2 separate regions of the Triticum aestivum genome follow, and region 1 is linked to region 2. The links are chromatin contacts, called in public Hi-C maps. All regions are on one chromosome and are shown on one strand. The core of a region is the stretch at or near the end of the contact, and the rest is flanking DNA. Distances in the headings are between cores, read along the strand shown.

Region 1 (3,302 bases), core at 282-2,781, 62 kb after region 2:
CGAGGCAGAGTATCGGGCAGTGGCTAACGCCGTTGCTGAATGCTCTTGGCTTCGTCAGCTGCTCCAGGAGTTGCTTTGTGATGTTCACAAGGCCACGCTCGTCTACTGCGACAGCGTCTCCGCCGTGTACTTCTCCGCCAACCCGGTCCACCATCGTCGAACGAAGCATATTGAGCTCGACATACACTTTGTTCGGGAGCAGGTGGCTCTTGGGTGCATCCGGGTCCTCCGCGTCCCGACGGCGCAGCTGTTCGCCGATGTCATGACAAAAGGACTGCCTACTTCTGTTTTCGAGGAGTTCAGGTCCAGTCTTTGCGTCTCCGGCGACGCTTCGACTCCGGGGGGTGTTGAACATATGGTTTGTGTATGTATATTGTATAGCCAGGCCCACCTTCTAGTCATTGTATAGTTGAGGTTATGGCTCACTTCTCCATATATACGTGCGCTATGCACCGATCAATATATCGTGAAACACTGCCAAAACTCTTGTTTCCAACACGAAACAACAAAACGCAGCCCGTTCGGGAGTTATCGATTCCGTAGAATTTCCAACTCATACTTTTGGCGTTTAATTTCCCTTTGCACATTACCGAATGTCAGCCAGTCCCAGCTAGATAGGTCACCCGGTAGCTCACGAAGCTTGTCTTGCACTTCCGCAACCGAGACTGCTTCCGGATTGTTCTTCCATGCCCTCAACACATGTTTTTAGCTTCGGGTGCGTTTCCCACGTGGTGTCATATTTGAAAGGTCTAGCACCCTTAATATTCATGAGCTCTTCAAAGAAATTTAGGACAATAGGGCTGTGATCTGAGCACGTTGCCGACGCATGATCAAGCTGTGGGAAACAACGAGCTCCATGCAGCATCCGCCGCTCGGTCCAGTCCCACCCTCGTGAAAGCGTCGCCTGCTACTTTCTTCTCGAACGTCCATGGTGAACCACTGTGTCCTAGGTCAGGTAAACTACACACGTCCAACGCATCTCTAAAGCCGTCCATCTCCTAGTCATTGTATAGTTGAGGTTGTGGCTCACTTTGTACTCCATATATACGTGCGCTATGCACCGATCAGTATATCGTGAAACATTGCCAAAACTCTCGTTTCCAACACGAAACAACAAAACGCAGCCCGTTCGGGAGTTATCGGTTCCGTAGAATTTCCAACTCATACTTTTGGCGTTTAATTTCCCTTTGCACATTACCGAATGTCAGCCAATCCCAGCTAGATAGGTCACCCGGTAGCTCACGAAGCTTGTCTTGCACTTCCACAACCGAGACTGCTTCCGGATTGTTCTTCCATGCCCTCAACACATGTTTTTAGCTTCGGGTGCGTTTCCCACGTGGTGTCATATTTGAAAGGTCTAGCACCCTTAATATTCATGAGCTCTTCAAAGAAATTTAGGACAATAGGGCTGTGATCCGAGCACGCTGCCGACGCATGATCAAGCTGTGGGAAACAACGAGCTCCATGCAGCATCCGCCGCTCGGTCCAGTCCCACCCTCGTGAAAGCGTCGCCTGCTACTTTCTTCTCGAATGTCCATGATGAACCACTGTGTCCTAGGTCAGGTAAACCACACACGTCCAACGCATCTCTAAAGCCGTCCATCTGGGACTGAGTCCTCAAACCCACTCCATCATGCTCAGACTGGTGCAAAACTTCGTTAAAATCACCCATAGCCACCCAGGGAACCGGATTTGGTGGCAACAAGAACTCAAATAGAGAGTACAAATTCCCGGGCCACTAGCCAGCTCTTGGTTAGCAGAACTGATGAGATGATAGTTACCCAAGGAAACATACGCACTGCGGCACTGCCACTAAGTAATCAAACAAATCTTGAGATAAAACAATTGCTTTGTAATATTTGGGCAGCAATGGGAAGTTTCACAAGGGATTGAAGAATCAACAAAATTTCTGCCTCCATTAACTCGTCAGAAATGACAACATTACTGGTCAGGTTTACATTCTCCGACGAGAAAAGTAGCAGTTACTCAGCTAGAGCTGGTAAAGAAGCTGGAGGCTCAACAAGACTAATTAGCCTTTCCTACAAGTCCTACAGAGCATAGTTGTGCGGAATTTCTACATGCTTGAAATACAAAATAACCTCTATATCATCTACAGAAACAACTATACTTTGTTCAATCCATCCGCACTGGCTGTTGGACAGCAGTATGGCACTACGTACAAGGAATCTGAAAGAATGTCATCCTCATCTTTTCTGGAAGTTGAACCTCATGATGGCAAAACTAAACAGGAAGGCGAACAGCACGGTGAAAGCAACGTGCACCGCCGCCACAACCCACAAGAAGTCATGATGGAAACCAAAGTAGTCCGTGACAAACTGGGCGACAGTTATCTGTGGGCCTGGAATTCCCTGATCGAGCGGCTGTTGGATATCACCAAACTGGGAGGCAACCAGTCCGTATAGCGTCCATGCCACCGGGCAAATCCATGAGTACCACCTCCACCAAATAGGAAGTTTCTGAAGTAAAAGTTCAACGGATGAGTAATGTGAAAGACAAGGAGCACTGGTAAGTACAAAGTTTACACAAAAGAAATGAAAAATGTATCAAGAGTGTAACTTACAGGTCGGGGGATAAGATATCCTGAGAAGAGGTTCCATACGTTGTAGAATGCTGATGAGATGATAGCTGCTATGCTCTCATTCGGCGTCAAGCCAACAGCCATCATTCCATAGAACGTGAAATATAGCATGGTGAAGTACATGAAGAACAAGTACCACAAGAACTTGGCAACTGTCCATTCGAATCCAATCATGGAATAGACTAGCCCGCCATATATCAAAGCCTGAACCAATACGTACGGAAATTCGATAGCAACCTAGAAAAGGGATAACATGACATTGTTTAGGTTCCAGGACTGAGATAATTCAAGAATGTTGATAAACTGAGCCATGATAAACTGCCAGTTCTGTTACTTTAACCACGGCTGTGACTTCGATTGCCAGTTCTCAAAGGTCATTCATACATATGCCATGAAATAGGTAAACCGACAGTCTAAGAAATTACCTGTCCAAATGCATATGGAAAAGCTGAATACATGCCAGCTGCTCTTTCCCGGTAAAAGACTGTTCGCTCCACCACGACAACTGGTTGAACAGAACCAGAATTTTGCACTCCGATGTATAGTACTGCAGCATACATTGATCCCATGGCATTGAATAGATCCTGTGATCTTCGACTGCATCGTGATATAAGTAAGGCGTCAGATATATCTTACTTGAAGTAGCTACTATATCCAAAGTACAGAAAAAAAATGAAGTTATAGTATCAGTTAGGAGATGTAC
Region 2 (3,434 bases), core at 915-3,414:
CTGAGTGAGTTTACAATCTGAAATGTAGTTGAGCTGTCGAGCCCAGTTGAGATCTCGTCCATGAAGAGCGCCTTGGCCGGCCCAACCAGCATCTCACCTACAGGACATATCAACGTAAGCTTATTCATGGAACTGTTTATTTAATAGCTGACGTTGACATACATACTGAAATGGAGCTGGAGTTCTATCCTTTTTTACCAGTTGTAACACGCTTCCGTTGTCCACCAGAGATGCCCCTGAGCATCTCGTCCCCAACCATCGTGTCTGCACACATCTCTAGTCCTAATATCTGTAAAATGTAGCAATGTCCAAACGGTGAGCAGACAGATTTGGGTAATTCAATCTGAAGTCACTCGTAGCTGTAGCTCAAAGTTTCATGTACTACCTTCAGTATATAGTCTGTGTTCACATTGGCCTCCAGACCTCCCATTGAAGAAGCCTAATGAAGATAAACAGAAAAAAAAATACATGAAGTCTTCATTTCAGATTAGATATCATGAAGAACACACAGAAACCACCAAAATATTCTTGGTTTATTTCGGATTTGCAAGTCTTGCCTTCATAAATGCATCAATATCAGCATCTGGCTTGATATTTGCGGCCTTCTCTCGCCTCGACAACTCAGTCAGCATATCTGGCAATGTAACAAAAAGGAAGCTTGATAAGCATAGCTCAAGCAAACTAAGCCAATCCCACAGAATCTGAAAACAGCAGAAATGAATGCATGAGCAAGTGCATGTGACAGTTGCAGAGAATGGTACCAAAGCGAGTGCCAACACCCTGGCAGCGTGCGGAGAAGGCGAGTGTCTCCCTCACAGTCATCTCCCCTATGTGGAGGTCGTGCTGGCTTATGTACGCCGCCGTCCTCTCCGGCACAAACTCCTCCATCCCGTGCCCGTTGTAGGTAACATTGCCTGAGACCTTGAGGTCTTTGTCGAGCCTCCCGGCCAAGGCGAGCAGCAAGGTGGTCTTGCCTGACCCAGGTGGGCCCAACAGGAGTGTCATCCTGCGCGAACGAAAAGAGCGTGAGGTGGAAGGAGCGATGAATGAAACCGAGCTCCAAAAGACCCGGGTCAAAGTCTACAAGTTCAATGTTCAAACAGGTGACAAGTGTACTCCGCAGGCAAGCAGAGCATGAGCATCGCATGTTTTCTGTGGCCAAAAGGCAAGAGAGATGTTTTGACTACCTGCGGGGCTTGATGATGCCACTGACGTCGTGGAGGATGGGCATGGTCCGCTTCCTGTTGGGGAGTATGCGCAGCGCGTTCGCCGCTTCCTGCACCAAGCACAACCAAAACAAATCAATGATCTCTTCCACTGACACGCAGAGACACAGACGTGTTGGTGCGATGATCACCTCGAGCGTGTTGGTGATGGAGTTGAGGACGGTGGGGAGGCCGCTGTTGCCGACCCGGACCTCCGCCTCCGCCACCAGGTGCTCGAACCGCACCTCGATCGTCGGCATTTCAATCCCAACCCTGCGCAACCAGACACGCACAAATCGTCAAACACCCGGCAGGCATGGCAACGAGACATTCCTAGCTCCGCCCACGAAACAGAAACGAGTAGTAGCACGCACGCACCGTTCGAGGCGGTCCTTGAGCTTGAGCAGGAAGCGCTCGTTGTCCTCGTCGGCGACGCGCACGAGGCGCTCGAGGAGAGCCCGGCGCTCGCGCGGCCCGAGGCCGTGCACGTCCACGACCCCCTTCCCCGCCGCCGCCCCGGGGGCCGCGCCCTCGCCGCCGTCGAGAGGCGGGAGGATGGCACGGCGGACGCGGTCGTAGGTGGGCAGCTTCTCGAGCGCGGCCCAGCGCAGCGCCTCCTCGTCGTCCTCGTCCCTGGACGATCGCGAGAACACGTCGTCGCCGCGCCGCCATATGGAGCCGCTGTCGCGCCGCATGCTGGCGACCTTGTGGATTTCCGCCGTCGCGTCCATCTCCCCTAACCCCCCACCGTCGGCGTGATTTCCAAGGGCTTTTCTCAGGCGCGTTTATGCTTATTCGGGTGAGGTGGGACTGCTGCTGGTGCTGGGAGGGAAGCTGGGACGACGGGGGTTTTGTAGGGCGTGGGAATCCGTTGGGACGGGACGGGACGGAGGAGGGAAGGTGGTGGCTTGCGCTTGCGAGTCAGAGTTGGGAAGCGGGGAAAGTGAGAACACGGGAGACGGCTTGGTTACCACGGAAATCCCCGTCCATTTCTACTATGCGGCCGCTTGTCGCTTCTAGAAGCCTAGTCCGTACTCCGAGGCTGGACTAGGGCCGCAGTCCTCTAGAAGGGCGTGTCCTTCCGCGGAGGATTGGCGAGCCAGCATTTATTTCGCCAGCATTACCTGCGGGAATGCGGGCTTGATTAAACTCGTAAGTATTTATTTGCCAACATTTTCCCCCCTCTGTCCAATCTATTTTTGTCCTCCTTTGTTTATAGGAAGGATTTTAGTAGGAATTCTATAAGGAAGATTTTCTCCGGCGCCCTTTGATTTGTAGGAATAAATTTCTATTTTTATGTGAGTAGGAACTAATCCTCTACATTTCAAATGAAAAAAAACATTAGGCTATACTCGATGGAAAATTCTTACCTATGCATCAAATGAGATCTTTTTTCCTATAAGAATTGAGATACATGTCTTTTTCTTTTTTTGCGGGGTGAGATACATGTCATTTTACTTTTTATGATTTTTCCTATTACTATCATATGAACCAAAAGAGGCCTTCATGTGATATTAGTTATTATTCAATAAAAGTATATACATGGCGTCATTCACAATTTGTGTGTTGCCTAGAATGTGTGTGTGTGGGGGGGGGGGGGGGGGGGGGGGGGGGGGGGGGGGGGGGTGTGTTGATCCGGCGACGGCCGGCCAAAATCGAGCGTCGGCGGGGAGGAGCTCGACGAGACTGGGTGGTGGTGTCACAAGCTCAGCGGCTGTCGTGGGGGTCGATGATCGGCAGGCGCTAACGTAGGATGAAAACGCCGGGGTGGTTGGGTTGCGGCACTTTTTTGGTATTTTTGGTGGTGTAGTAAGAAGGACTCAAATATTGGTACTGGTAACAAAATTTAGGTGGCTACCAAAAAAAATTGTTCACATGAATAAGTCTTAGATGTATTGTCGGAGTCATTTTTTGGGCCAAAAATCCCAAATTTACATTTTAGGTCTTGAGCAAAATTTTATTACCTTCGTCTAGGTGAATAAGTCACTCGCGTAGTTCTAGGTCATCGATTTGAGGAATTAAATATGTGTTATATGTCATGAAAAGTATATCACTAGATTTCTACACGGATGTAGTTTCTAAATATATATATTTTTTGTCACATATAATACATATTTAGATAGTTAAATCGTCGACCTAGAACTACATGAATGACTTATTCACCGAAACGGAGGTAGTAGTTCTCTTGTTGGAGATGCTCTATGCGGAAAGAAAATGAGTTTCCCACAT

What was found. A called contact is a pair of places that touch in the nucleus more often than the background predicts.
Region 1: a Hi-C map of leaf shows a contact between it and region 2, with 4 times the contacts expected there. The contact joins the enhancer-like site here to the promoter of LOC101290579 in region 2. A contact is called at or near these places in 2 of 5 Hi-C or Micro-C datasets (both in leaf).

What each region holds. Positions count from the first base shown.
Region 1 is chr3D:301,588,775-301,592,076 of IWGSC CS RefSeq v2.1, forward strand. LOC123078540 (ABC transporter G family member 37) reads right to left here. Exons shown (of 20, transcript XM_044501085.1): 18 at 3,025-3,196; 19 at 2,582-2,836; 20 at 1,890-2,477. The coding sequence ends at 2,205. Among protein-coding and RNA genes, the nearest start is that of LOC123078540, 8.1 kb to the right of the region's middle. Within about 2 kb of position 1,532, at least 2 of the 8 cell types and tissues checked have an H3K27ac peak or open chromatin away from gene starts, as enhancers often do. A contact at or near this core is called in leaf, where this site is marked.
Region 2 is chr3D:301,526,089-301,529,522 of IWGSC CS RefSeq v2.1, forward strand. It overlaps LOC101290579 (ABC transporter G family member 36), which reads right to left and starts at 2,165. Exons shown (of 21, transcript XM_044501084.1): 1 at 1,584-2,165; 2 at 1,358-1,478; 3 at 1,188-1,276; 4 at 762-1,006; 5 at 558-634; 6 at 386-439; 7 at 199-289; 8 at 1-97. The coding sequence starts at 1,936.